3 separate regions of the Mus musculus genome follow, and regions 1 and 2 are each linked to region 3. The links are chromatin contacts, called in public HiChIP or PLAC-seq maps. All regions are on one chromosome and are shown on one strand. Each heading gives the region's core, a stretch centred on a gene start, on an enhancer-like site or on the middle of the called end of the contact. The rest is flanking DNA. Distances are from core to core; before and after follow the strand shown.

Region 1 (4,712 bases), core at 1,926-4,425, 490 kb before region 3:
TTTTTTTTTTTTTTTTTGCCAGGAAGAGGGTTTGTAGCAAAAGTCACAAGGACAGCCTTCCTTCTCTTGCCCCTGCCCTGACAGCACTCACAGGAAAGGAAATGAAGGTCAGCCATGTTTATGACTGTACTTCCCAGAGCTAGCGACAGTCCTCTCTTCAGAGTGCCACCCTTGCACATTCCCTCTTGCTGACTGACTCCTCTAGGGTCAGTATAGGCAGCTCCTCTTCCAGGGAGCCTCCCCGGGTCTTCCAGCCTAAGCTGGACCTGGGTACTGTGGACTCAGATAACAGTCTCCCATCAAGTCACAGTGGGGACATGCAGTGTGAGGGAGGGGGAGGCAGACAGCATGAGATTAAAGAAGGGCAGACTGGAAAGTAGGGCTCAAATCCTTACCCAGGCCCTTCAGAGGACAGGACCTGAGGGTCACTTGCTTAAGCCGTCTGAGAGCACGATTCTTCATTTGTGTGTGTCGGAGGAGCTATTTCATATGCTTTCCTGTCTATTGAGACAAAGACAGAAAATTGCCAACCCACTGCCAGGCTCAGACGTACTGTGCCAGCTGGGACAGTTTGACCTCACCACCTCCTACTCTGGAGTCCCAAAATCTATCAGGTCAAAGGGTACAATTTACTAACCCCATGTATTTCCAAAACTGGCCATCAAGTTTGGCAATAATAGGTGCTTTTAAGCACTTCCTGGGCACAGAGTGAACGGCCTATGGCCATTTGGCTGGTGACAGACCCAAGTCTGAGTAGTTAGTGACATGTATAGCCCAGATCCCATCATCTTTGTCCTTCCTTTGTAATCTCAGATGGAAGAATGGGGAAACCCTGACCTGCCCACTTTCCAACACAATTTATACCACAGTTCATATCACGGATGCCTTGGTGCAATCGGTGACAAGACATCAATAAAAGAAGTATGTGCACACACCTGCTGAGTTCTCTCGCAGGCTCGTTTCTGCAGTTCATAGTCTGGGTATGGGGTCTGTGCCATTGGAGAGCGTGAGATCATCACACTGGAACAGACAGTGTGATTGAGGTGGCTTGGAGCAGGAGCCAATAAAGGGCAAGGAGACAAACCCTGGGGAAACATGGGTAGAGAAGGAGGTACAGCCCATGCCACGGGAGCTCAGGGAGACTTCATACGGGTGGAAGAGCTATGTTTGGTTGCTGGGAATGTTGGCTGTTTGCTGAGCACAGGGAAGCGCTGACTGCTCGTCATGAAGGGACCAGCTTACTGAGGTCTGGTTTCTTGCCCCTGCTTAGCCTCATGGTTAATTTATCAACCCAGGATCTTCTAAGATTTAGAGGGACCCTCTGTGGTAAGTAAACACAAGCACATTTTGTTTAGCTAGGACAGTTGGCAAGAGGCCCATACCCATATCCAGAATGTAGGGGACTGAGAGGATCAGAAGAAACAGGAGTCTAAACCAACGCTGAGAACTATGGGTGCTGTGTTACGCTCAGTCGGGGTGAGAGTCAATCTCCAGGCAGTCCTTACTCTGTCGTGGCCTTGGCTGAACGAAGCAAGTAAGAAATGGTAGCCTTGAATTTACACGGACTTAGGGTTGAAATCTTGAACCCCAGGACCTAATCTTTGGCATAGACAGCAAAGATCTTCTACGGCAAAATTGATACATATGAAAAATAAAGGCAAGTCAGAAGAGGGAGGCTGTATGAGGAAGGATACTCATAAGAATTGAAAGCAAGAAGTACGAGGAGAAAATAGTCTCGAGTTTCCCATGACAGAGGCATTTAACGAGCTTGCTAACTTACTGTGGTAACACAAACTAGACACAGCAAAGTACTTGTTATCATGGTTTGGGGGACTTAAGATGTTTAAAAGCTCAACAAAAATTCAAATGTAGACTGAGGAGATGGCTCTGCGGCGAGCCCAGTTCACAGCACAGCCATTCAAAAGCTCACAACTGCTTGTTAGCTGTGGCTTCAGGGGAATCTGGCGCCCTCTTCTGGGCTTTGCCGGTACTGCATTCAAGTGCATCCATCCTCAAGAGCCAATCAGATCCAAAGAGGACATTGATCGGCCTTCATCGTGCACGAAGGAGTGAAGTCTAGAATTACCATCCTAAATCATCAAGAACAAAAAATGACTCTCCTCAACGTTTGTTGGTTTTGTTTAAGAAAACATGGAAGTGAGGCTTTAAAATGTTCAGGACTTCCACGGAGGGACTCTGCCCGGAGAGATTGTTCCTCAATGGGCTTCACTTTGACAGGAATGAGGTAGTTTTGTTCTGAATCTACGTAGACTTACTTGTGAGGTGGCCTAAGAAATGTATGTTCACAACTTCCTAGTTTTCAAATTTCCCCAAGATATTTTCAAGATACCTATCTGCTACATACTTGTTCTTTCTAGGAACTAGGTCTTGATTTTAGTTACCTTTGATTGGACCTCTACAATGGGTGTGTGTGTGTGTGTGTGTGTGTGTGTGTGTGTGTGTAAGCACATGCACACCAAGCCTGCTTGAAGACTGGTGAGTAAGTTGTATAGGACAGCATGTTGGTGAATGTTTTTAAGAGTTCATACAGTTCACAGTTTAGAAGTGGAAAAATACCCAGTCTTGTGTGTATGTTTCTAAAACCATAACGCTGAACCCTCTGGCTGATGACTCAAGCGAATGGCTTCTCTCTGTCTGCCAAGGCAGCAGCCTCCTGGTATCTTCTGCTCCCAGGGGGATGAAGTGACTTCTTTCTGTTTGCCCAGACAGCCCTGAGTCCTGTCTTTCTGTCCCTTGACACAGGTAGCTGTCAATGCCACAACGGCCTTTGCTTCTGCCTGTAGCTGCTCCCCAGTCCCCAGGACAGCATGCTGGTGCTTAGGGGTTGGTTCCCTGTGGATAGCCCAAGGGAGGAGGCAGGCAAAGCTAAGAGAAAGGGTGGCTTCGGATTGCACTGGCACAGAACGGCTGACGCTTGTGAGTGAAATTTTCCAAGCAGACAGCAAGATTCAGTGGAACAAAATGAACAAGCGGTGGTCAGGAAAAGATCTGTCTGGGGGTTGCCTTGACCTTCTGGAATGGAGACTTTAAGGTACAGAGAGGAAAAGGCTTAGGTACCACAGACCAGAATAATCTTCCCTATAAGGGCCCTGGTCTTAGGTCAGAGGGCCATTTTTTTTGTAGTTCATTTCATGCAGAGAAAGCAGAAGAGACAACTCGGGCAGGCATGTAGGCTGTACCCTTTCATTTCCTCTTTCTTCTCCAAGCTATTGCTCACTCAGAGATGGGCAGCAGAGGCAATTTTCTGTTGGGAGAGGTACCTGCTTCATAAACTTTGAGGTAAAACAATTGAGCATGTCCCCAAAATGCGAAGAAAGAGGGGACGGATTTCCTTTGATAGCAAATGCTATTTAAAAAAAAATGCAGCGTGGAAAAGAAGGAGTCAAAAAGAGTGTAAGAACAAGAAAAACCTTCCAGGATTTAATGAGATGAAGTGTTCCTTTCTCAAGAAAGTAAATCGGGCAAGCCCCTTGTTCTGCATGCAAATGAGGGCAAGTGGGACCAGATACGGCCTTCTAAATATAAAAATTAATGAGAGAGACAGAGGATGGGGTGTGGGGGAGCGGTGGCGGGGTGGGTGAGGACCGAGAGCGAGGGTAAGTGGGCCTAGAGGAGCCTTGCAGACAATTTGACACTAGGGGGAAATAGATTCCAGAAAGATTTTCTTTCTGACCTCTGTGACCTTTTAGGCTGCAGCCAGCAGCAAGGATGAGGCATGTGGAGAAAAACAGGAAGCTAGTTAGGAAGGCCTGAGAAGCCGGGAAGAGAGCCTGTAACTTGCCTGTTTCCTCTCTTCAGACTCCAGCAAAGGTGAGGTATGAGTCCTTCTGCTCCACACCAAGTTCTGCAGCCCTGTGGGTTGGATCCCGGGGCTGCAGAGTGCGTCCCTAGCCTTTTACTCTACACAATATATCTGGGGCTTTGCTCATTGCTGTCTGAATCCAACCTTCTAAAAAGCAAGGCCCCTTTCCCCTGTCATAGTGAATATCCATAAAATGGCCTCTTAGCAATTTCCCCTCGAGATTGCACTGGGATCAGCAGAACCGAATTTGGCCCTCTGTCCGGAGAGGTGCTTAGTCAAGTTCCTCTGAGCCCGCTCTCAAGCACTCTGTGCATTATGTCTCAGTTGATGCCAAAGACGCTGGGACCCAAAAGTCCTTTTACAGAGCTGCTCAAACCCAAATTCTTTGTCAGCTTTGCTGCTGGGGAAGTGGAATCCTGGGATGCTGAGTCAATGTGTCCAGTGTGTCTGTGTAAGACAGACAAAGGAGGAACTGATGTGCTATGTCATCCAGGCAGCCAAGACTGGTCCTGGAATTAGAAACCCCATCCTGTGACTCTTAGTCACATGTGGCATCCATCCGGGAAACTCTTTGGTTTTCAGCACAGACTACCTCCTGTTAGAAGGAAACCATTCTGTAGGTGCAAAGTGGTCCTGAGAGTATAATAAGGACAGCAGCTTGCCAGGCCTCGGGGTCTAGTACTAGTTACAGAGGAGCCTTGAGTCCGTCAGAGGAAGCACTGGCCTGGACTGAAGCCTGCTCTACATTAGGGGCCAGGAGTGTCACCTGCTCTCTTATACCTGTCCCACCAGCTGTCTCCTTATTAATTATCCAGGACTCCCAACTCCTTGGTCACAGGAATGCTCGGAGTGTTTAGGTGTCGTGTGGATACTGAACAGTCACCAGAAC
Region 2 (4,636 bases), core at 2,086-4,585, 450 kb before region 3:
AAACAGAATTGGGGATGAATGAAGGGGAGGGGGTGTCTGGGTTGCATTCAAACAGCCAGCCAGCATTTCCAGCGTGAAGTGTTTGTTATAAATCAGTGATGCAGAAGCAGCATAAGTGTCAGGACCCAAACAGCCCCTTCCCAACCCTAGCCATTCCACAACTGAAATAAACTGAAAGGGAAAAAACAGTCCTCCAGCCACACGATGACTTCAACATGCTGAGTGGTTGGCTTGCCTGTCTTGAATGGCGCTCTGACGACACCTCTGTCACCATATCCTGGCTTTATTTAATTCTGCACACAGGCATTCACTGCAGCTTTCCAGATTGAAAAGGAAGAAAGAAACTCGCTTGCTGTCACTCCCCACAGGCGCCTGTGCTCCAAGACAGCTGTCTTTTGGCCAGCCTCCTGGGCTACAAGAGTGTGGCGCCAATGAATCAACGTGTCATCCTTGGGGGTGGAAGCAAGTTCCCTGTCAGGGATGGGAGTGTTCTCTCTCACGGGTGCCTGTGATCAAAAGGAAGGCTGGCAGCCTCTTGACCTTGCATTTGATTATGACTGAAGGTAATGGCTGATACCAATCTCTTGCCTTCGGAGTGAGTTACTCCACCTGGCTGGCCTTAGTTTCTTCTGTGCAATGAAAAGATGGGCACGGACTATTTCCTAAGGTCTTCGTTAGCTCTACGTTGCAATGAGAAGTTTATTTGATAGGAATTTCCCAGCATGCTCTTTTTGCTTGAACGAAATGTTAAGCACGCAGCAGCATGGACTGGTTCTGCTCTTGAGATGGGTGACGTACCTGAGAAGGTCACCTTTCCTCATTTGTTTTCCTTGGATGCTCTACAAGTATTCTCACCTTCCCTGTGTGTCGTGGCACGAACAATGTTGGAAGGGGCTGCTCTCATTACTAGCTGGGCGCCAGACGAGTAAACAGAGACAAGCAACACTGATGTAACTTTCTCATTGTCGAGCTCATGAGCCCAAATCCGGAGACAGATTTCTAGAAAACAGTCATATTGGGCTGGAGAGATGGCTCAACAGTTAGGAGCACTGGCTGATCTTCCTGGAGTCCTGGGTTCATTTCCCAGCACCCACATGGCAACTTACAACTGTCTGTGACTCCAGTCTGAGAGGATCTGAGAATCTCTTGTGGTCTCTGTGAGCACCAGGCACCTGTTTGGTACACAGACACATAGATGAACTAGAACACCCATAACTATAAAACAAAAAATGAAGGGAAAAATTAAAATACCCAAGTGCAGTTTTCGATTCTGATCCCCTAAGGGGAGGTGGGATCTGGGCACCGATCTGTCTTCAGGCTCTCCAAATGACAGTGCACTACATTGAGGGGCAAAGAGGAGGGGTGGCAGGGGCTGCTGGCGAAATGCTACTCTCATTCGGGACGTCGTTACCAAGCCTGGCAAGCAGATGATGGCTTCTCTCAGCAAAGACAAGAGGGGAGATGTGGGCAAGACAGAACCAGTTCCGCTAGGCACAGAACTGCCCACTGTCACTTCACAATGACCCATCCAACAGGACCTTGAAAACTTATGACCCTTCCTAAACACCAAATTTACTTTATTTTAGAAGGTAAACAACTACCTTGCCTATTTGGTAAAGAAATGGGCACATGTCACCCAACTAATAATAAGTGGAAGCGTTCAGGCTTGATTTGTGTCAATTCCCTTATTTCTGAAACTACGAATGACAGACTGCGAAGGGTGTGGACTCCAGGAGGCATTCGCATGATGTTGGACAAAGGCACTTGAGGTTCCAGAGATGGCACAATGTATGCAATGTATGCACAACATGACCTTGTTCAAGAAGTGTGCTAGGCATGGTGGGGTAGCTAAGTGGGAGCAGTAAGTGAGCTGAAGAGTGACAAGTTGTCCCGGCTCTTAGAAAGTTAGTTGAGAGTTAAGGAAGAGCCACACCATTTTACCAGGTTTATTCAAGTTTATCAGGTTTCCTCCAAGCACAATCTAGTAACAGCTAGATTTAGGGCAGAAAAACAAAACAAAACGTCAAACAGAAACCCCAGGAATAACAAATAAGGTAAGATTTGTCTTTCGTCCCCTGGTTGGCTCATGAAACAGAAGGTCAGTTACTCCTAATGACTGATTCACCTTCCAGCCTCACTCAGGTCACTAATGTTGCAAAGAATGGCTCCAAATGGATCAGAAATCCATTGTTCAAGAATCCAGCCAATTTGCTGCAGTTTGGTGATAGTTTACACTCTTAAGCTTCAAGCACCACATTGCTTGGGCTCGGCAGGCTGAGGACAGGCTTCTGTCCCTCAATTCTGCTGAATCACTCTCTCACTTAAGATGAGATGATGAAGAAAGGAAGAAAACTTGGCTGATAGTCAGTATGTAATACTGATGGGACTTAAGGACCACACTATAGTTCTTTTAACATTTATAAGCTGAAAATCATCTCAATTTCAATATACAGAATGGATTGAATAAAACAAACAAACAAACAAACAAAAGATCAGGTGGTTTTTTTTTTCATCATCAATTTTTTTTTATTAGGTATTTTCCTCGTTTACATTTTCAATGCTATCCCAAAGGTCCCCCATATCCACCCCCCCAATCCCCTACCCACCCACTTCCCCCTTTTTGGCCCTGGCGTTCCCCTGTACTGGGGCATCTAAAGTTGGCAAGTCCAATGGGCCTCTCTTTGCAGTGATGGCCGACTAGGCCATCTTTTGAGTGCATATGCAGCTAGAGACAAGAGCCCTGGGGTACTGGTTAGTTCATATTGTTGTTCCACCTATAGGGTTGCAGTTCCCTTTAGCTCCTTGGGTAATATCTCTAGCTCCTGCATTGGGGGCCGTGTGACCCATCCAATAGCTGACTGTGATCATCCACTTCTGTATTTGCTAGGCCCCGGCATAGTCTCACAAGAGAGAGCTATATCTGGGTCCTTTCAGCAAAATTTTGCTAGTGTGTGCAATGGTGTCAGCGTTTGGAAGCTGATTATGGGATGGATCCCTGCATATGGCAATCACTAGATGGTCCATCTTTTTGTCACAGCTCCAAATTTTGTCTCAGATCAGGTGGTTTTAACATGACACTTGTACCATGTCCAAGAGAAACTCAGGAAAATGGCTAACTGTCTAACTGTGGTGACTGTTAGCATGCCACAGTGCAAGCTGGCCTTAAGGCTCCCTGAATACCAGAGGCTCCTCTCAGCTTTTCTTACCCCACCTCCTACTCTAAACTTGTATGGTTCATGGGCTGCCCTTCCCCCAGCTTCTCCTTCCTGTATTACCCTGCCGTTTTGGCCACGCAATCTCTTGGTTGTCTTGGTCCATTCTCAGTTTCCTTTGCTCCCTCTCCTCTTCCTCTCTCAACCCTACCCTCTGTGGCCTAGGTCAGCCTACTGGTAGTGTTCAGTCCAGTACTTTCTCTTCCAGATGCCTCTGACTGCACTGTCCCTCATAACTGCAATAAAAATCCTTCCCCTCCACCATCCCTTGGGGTGGTGATGTCTTCATTTCATTCACTTTGCCATCATCATCATCATCAGATGTCACTTTGGCATCGGGCTTGTAGAAGAGACCCTCCTTAAGTATGTGTGCTCTCGGAAACAGGGTTCTAATCAGGAGGGGCGGGAACATGGAAAAATCCAGGAGCCATGCCAAGGACTTAACTTCTTGGTTTCTAGACCCACAGGAAGCTCAAGTCGGCCTTGCTGCTTGTGCCGCTCAAAGAGGACCCTCCACAGAGCTGGAGGGTGTGTCAGAGCTGTAGGGGAGCCCTCCTTTGAAGCCTTTGTTTCTCTAGCAGAAGCAAGAATGGAAGGATCCAAAAAGGGAAGCTCACAGTGTTACTATGAGCAGATGACAACTCCACTGGCAGGAGCCGAAAAGGAGGAACCCCAGTGATGGTGGGCCTGTACTTCCTTCTCGCCCCCACTGGTGAGAGACCTGCCACATACTGGCAATCAAACTGGGCCCTAGTACTTTGAAGTCTCTTTCCTTCTGAGGTTTTGGTGGTGGGATAAGGAGGGGATGAAAGGCCCTTTTAGAAGGGCTGTGAAGAGCTAGTTCCAGCTCAAGAGGGGCTTGGGGGCAGGGTGGAGAACAGAGCAGGCCTTTGGACAACTCTGCCCCCAGCATTAGCCCTGGAAACAATTAGTGAGGGGAGGGGTGCAAAGGGGAAGTAAGGAAAGAAGGATAAGGGTGTCCTCCCAGACTGGTGACTCAGCTTCTCAGCTGCCCTGCCTTAAACTATCTGAATGGCTAAGGACAATGGAGGGTGTGAGTCTGGGGGAAGCAGGCAGATTCTGGCCAGCAATGAGAACCCTTTATCTCCCTGTGTGTATGAATAAAAGCCCATAACTCTGTTTGGGACTATGAAGCTGTCTTTCAGATCCTCTGTGCTTTACGGTCCTCTAAGCTCCTGCTTCCTGTCCCAAGCCCTTCTGGATTCCTTATTGTCGAGGGACCTCTGTCTTTCCTCTGCCCCTAACTGAAGGAGCAAAGGTTTGGTGCTAGGGTGTCTGCTGTCTTTGAGATACACTCGTTCTTAGGCAATAGGGCACAGTGGGCAAGCTCTGTGATGTTCACACTATGTTTAAGTGTGAAATTCCATGCCATTTGTTGTTTGTTAAGATGCTGGAGAGCAACG
Region 3 (4,593 bases), core at 1,747-4,246:
ACTGGGCTCCATAACTCTCTATTTGGATAGGTTGTGGTTTTCTTTAGTGGATTTCATCTATGGCAAAGAGAAGTTTTCATACCAAGTTCTTAAATGGTTGTGCCAGTTTGTATTTCCTCAGCAGTGGACAGGGGTTTCTCATGCCCATAGCCCTGCAGTCACTTGCTGTCACCTGTTTTCTCAATTTGTTCTGGGTGAGAGAGAATCTCAGGTGGCTTTAATTTACATTTCCCTGGTTGGGAATGATATTGAACATTTAAGAGCTATTTGTTGATTATTTGTTTCTTCTTTTGATACAGTCTGTTCATTTCAATAGCCTAATATTGATTAGGCAGCTGTATGATTTTAGTCCTTAATCTTTTGCAGATCTTCATATATTCTCGATATCAATGTATTCTTCCCATCACAGCCTGTCTGGGACAGAGCTGACTGGGATACTCCCCATTCCATATGCTGTCTGTTCTCTCTGTAGACAGTTCCCCTTGATGTCCACAAACTTTTAATTCTAAGCATTCCCATTTGTCAACTCTTGGGACTATTTTCTGAGCTCTTGGAGTCCTGGTCAAAATGCGCTTGCAAGTGTCATAACTTCAAGCATGTTTGGTCTGCTCTCCTCTAACAGTCCAAGTGTCTGGAGCTGGAGATTGAGTCCTCTGACCGGTTTTGCATTGTATTTTGAGAAGGGTGAGAGATGCAGATCTAAATTCATTCTCCCTGGAGATTCCATTTTCCCAGCACCATTTGCTGAATAAGCTTTTTTCTTTAGTGTATGTTCTCAGTATGTTTGTCAAAATTAGGTGGCCATGGATTTGTGGGTTTATTTTGGTGTCCTCCCTCCTATTCTTTTGACAGACATGTTTGACTTCGTATAAACACCAACCTGTTTGTTTTGTTTTTGTTTTATTGCTGTGGCCCTGTAGTTCAAGGTCAGGTCCTAGAATACCTCCAACAATGTTGCTTTTGCTTAGGCTTTTGCCAATCTATTTTCTACTGAATTCGTCTTTGTGCTACCCTGATGGAACTGTGTGGCACACACAGAAGGAATTGTAAAGTAGAATGAATGAAACCACGTAAAATATTGATTTTTGGATGTCATCAAACTCATTTTGGATTCAGGATCAAGACAGACAATGCAGAGAATAAACAAAACTAACTACATTCTACGTTCTTTTAAAAAAGCCCTCCGGGTGTTGGCTTAGCACACTGTGATTCCCAGTGTTCTTCATGATAATGTTTTGAGAATAACTGATTTCAAAATCTAAAAATCAGAGGTAGTTCAACATAGGCAGGCTTTCCTCTGATAGAGTTGGCTATACTCTTGTGTAGCCTTATTTTTAGCCCATTGTATTAAAAAGCATAATAGAAATGACACCAGCGTTGCTGTAAGAAAAATGAAGAAATTTCCCAGCGTTATCATGGGAAACAGAATGGAATAAAATACACAGTTTTTTAACAGCCATAATAAATACAGAAAATAGCAAAGAGACAATTTAATGATTTTTAAAACTCATCAGAAGAACAAAATCTATGAATTCCCTTAGTTAAATAGTATGTATGCTTAGTAAATCTTCCGCTTTTGTGCCTGTGTGAGTCTAAAAGTTATTGATTTTCTAGTTTCTATTATAGAGTGGCTATAATATTGGGTACCCTTTTCAATATTTTAGATTATATGGTGCTGCTTTAATTTTTAGGTTCCATTAACTTTCTTGGAGCATCTATTTTTAAAATTCCTTTCAGGTTTGCCAATTACAAAGTAAAGAAAAAAGAAAACCTGAGACTTTATGCTTCTTAGGTTTTACTTTGCATCTTCCTATGTACGAGGTTGGATTTTTTCTTCTTTTTTTGAGTTCTGCTACTCTGATCTTCAAAATTTTAAGAGAAACCCAGCTATTTTCTTAGTGATGTTAATTATATAAGATGACTCTCAAAAAAAATTCCAGGAACCAAGTTATGAACAATATAAGTTCTTAGTCACAGAAACCTTTCACTGGGGAGGAAAAATGGAGACTATGAGATTTCCATTCTGCAAAGAAATAGAGTTAAAATAAGGTTGCTGAGTTTTCCCAGAAAAACTATAACAGGGAACATTTATGATATATCATTTTATCGATACCTGTGACTGAAATCTTCAAGGCCCCATTCCAGAGCAGGATGTGGTGGCGGGGACGGTGGTACTTCATTCTCAGCCCACCCATCACTGGGAAGCAATAGGTCTATAAAACAAGGAACAAATGAAGCTGTAGTAAACCAGAGGGAAAAGGAGCCGGCGTTGCTTGTATTTCAGTCCATCTCTCACACATAAACCACCTTAGAAATCAATAGGCCTTCACCTGGAATGGAAGGAGCCCAGAATGCTCCCTGGCTGAGATAACCTGTGCCTCCTATGGGTGTCTGTGTGGGTGACCTGCTCACTATCCACCATGGCGAATAAATCTACACATCTCCGTGACCTTTTGTTACCTGGGAAAGCCCAGTGCTTATCAATATCCCTGATTTGTAGGAGACTCATAAAACATGTCTTTTATACCTTAATATTTTTAAAAGTGTGACTCTATAAATAAATACTCTGACATTTACCTGAGTGGGAAAAGTGGGAAAATGTCTTGAGACCTGGGATACTGTTCAGTGTTTAGACAAAGCAGGGGGTGGGTTGGGGGAGGGGGGAAGATCCACTTTTTCTATCTGAACCATAGGAAGGCCTTGGAAGCAAAGGACAGGAGTCTGAATTTGGATTTTTCTACTTGACAAAATGTGACATTCTTCTCCAGGCTATTTGGTAGTGTAAAATAACATTCACCCTGACCACCACTGTTACTAACAGAAGTGAGTTCTGAGGAAACCCTGTGGGTGCTCACTAATCATATTGTTCATTCTGAATATTTTTTCCTTTAATACAATGACGGATGAAAGGAACGATAGAATGTTCTGGTTAGAACAAAGGGTTTTTTTTCTTCCTCTTTTACTTGTTTGTTTTTTGTTCTGTTTGCGGCAGGACTTCCCTTTTTTTTTTTTTCCCCTACATTTGGCTCCTATTGTCCTGTGAATCTGAGACCATTACCCAACTTCTCCAATCCTCAAAGTTTAAATATAGAAAATGATACTATGAATACCTTCCCTGTGGTGGGGGGATGAAGCTGAGTGGAAGAGCCTTTGCCTAACATGCACAAAATCCTGTCCCCTACATCAAGCGCCACAAAATAAAATAAAATGACCATGTAGAGACTGGGCATGCGGGCACCCACACCTTTAATCCAGTCCTTGGACGACAGAAGCAAAAGCACCTTAGAGAGCTTGAGGCCATCCTGGTGTATACACTGAGAGCCCAGAGCAGCCAGCACTACTTAGAGAAACTCTCTTGTAAAAACAGACAAACCAAACCAAACAACAACAGCAACAACAAACAATATGAAATGGAACATACAGCCTGTGATGAGAAAGGAGGTAGACTAAATCAGGCAGCACAGTGACTCCTACAAATAACGTGCTACCACTAACATATAAAATGTTACCATGCTAAAAAAGGTAAATTCCACTGTTTATCTAATGGCGTGAAATATTTGACACATTGCGGGCCTGATTTTCCCCACAAGACTAGAAGAGAAAAACTTTTTCATTCTCAAGAGTTGTAGGTTGCAAGAGCACCTACCTGTGTTATCTGCCAGGTGGGGTGGCATCTGCATGGCCCTCTGGGAGTTTTAGGGGTTTCCCTGAACGAGCTAATCAGTAAACTAGATCCTACAGATAGTTAATGATTGTTATTCCTATGACATGTGACTCTTAAAAAGGTTTTATTAAGATTTTGGGGAGGGGGCTTTATGATGAGCGTTGGATATCCTAGATACTCTGGAGATGAAATTTTGGATGGTTTCGAACCACTACCTGGGCTTGCGAATCTAACCTGGGCTCTTTTCAAACCTGAAAAGTGATCTTCAGTACTGAATGATCTCTCCAGCCCTGGCACATGGTTCTTATGCCATCTTAAAGGCTTGTGTAGAACAAAGCAGTGTCTTTCCTTAATAGGAGAGAATTCTCTCTTCTTGGCTGTCTTCAAACTGGTTCATGGCTTTATTTTGTCTTTGCACTTGAACTGAAATAGTAGCTCTTTTGCATTTTCAGGCCTGGTGGCTATGGATGCAAATTTTACCATTAGATTTACTAGTTCTAGTCATTAGATTTAGACTAGAACTCTGCACATTTCTGCTGGGTCTCAACTTGTTGATTAACACAGAAGATCTTGTGGTTTGTCAGGCTTCACAATAATGTTAGGCAATTCCTTATTATCTATCTTTCTCTATATATGTATGTATATATATATATATATATATATATATATATATATATATATATACACACATATAAATGGTTCTATCTATCTATCTATCTATCTATCTATCTATCTATCTATCTATCTATCTATCTATCTATCTATCTATCTAAAAATATTATTGTCTGTTCTGGTTCTATAGAAAACTCTACCAAACACAGCTAACAAGAGATTGCTACAACTCTACTCCAGGAAATATCCTGGAATGGAGGGGTTGGAAGCAGAGCTGACATGCTCCTAGGAATGAGGGTGGAAACAAGAAACCTGGC

The links. HiChIP or PLAC-seq counts read pairs in DNA pulled down with a chosen protein or histone mark.
Region 1: an H3K27ac HiChIP or PLAC-seq map of microglia shows a contact between it and region 3, with 5 times the contacts expected there. The contact joins two enhancer-like sites.
Region 2: an H3K27ac HiChIP or PLAC-seq map of microglia shows a contact between it and region 3, with 5 times the contacts expected there. The contact joins two enhancer-like sites. A contact is called at or near these places in 5 of 484 Hi-C or Micro-C datasets (the N1E-115 cell line, adipose-derived mesenchymal stem cells, immediate neuronal precursor and 2 more) and 2 of 115 datasets of contacts at active chromatin or transcription factors (forebrain and microglia).

Annotation. Positions count from the first base shown.
Region 1 is chr1:62,719,989-62,724,700 of GRCm38.p6, reverse strand. The region is part of intron 2 of Nrp2 (neuropilin 2); the gene reads right to left. Among named protein-coding and RNA genes, the nearest start is that of Gm29083, 4.2 kb to the right of the region's middle. Within about 2 kb of position 3,175, at least 94 of the 459 cell types and tissues checked have an H3K27ac peak or open chromatin away from gene starts, as enhancers often do. A contact at or near this core is called in microglia, where this site is marked.
Region 2 is chr1:62,678,355-62,682,990 of GRCm38.p6, reverse strand. No RefSeq gene overlaps it. Among named protein-coding and RNA genes, the nearest start is that of Nrp2, 23 kb to the left of the region's middle. Within about 2 kb of position 3,335, at least 69 of the 459 cell types and tissues checked have an H3K27ac peak or open chromatin away from gene starts, as enhancers often do. A contact at or near this core is called in microglia, where this site is marked.
Region 3 is chr1:62,227,799-62,232,391 of GRCm38.p6, reverse strand. It overlaps Pard3b (par-3 family cell polarity regulator beta), which reads right to left. Exons shown (of 23, transcript NM_001081050.2): 14 at 2,114-2,213. Among named protein-coding and RNA genes, the nearest start is that of Pard3bos2, 94 kb to the right of the region's middle. Within about 2 kb of position 2,996, at least 9 of the 459 cell types and tissues checked have an H3K27ac peak or open chromatin away from gene starts, as enhancers often do. A contact at or near this core is called in microglia, where this site is marked.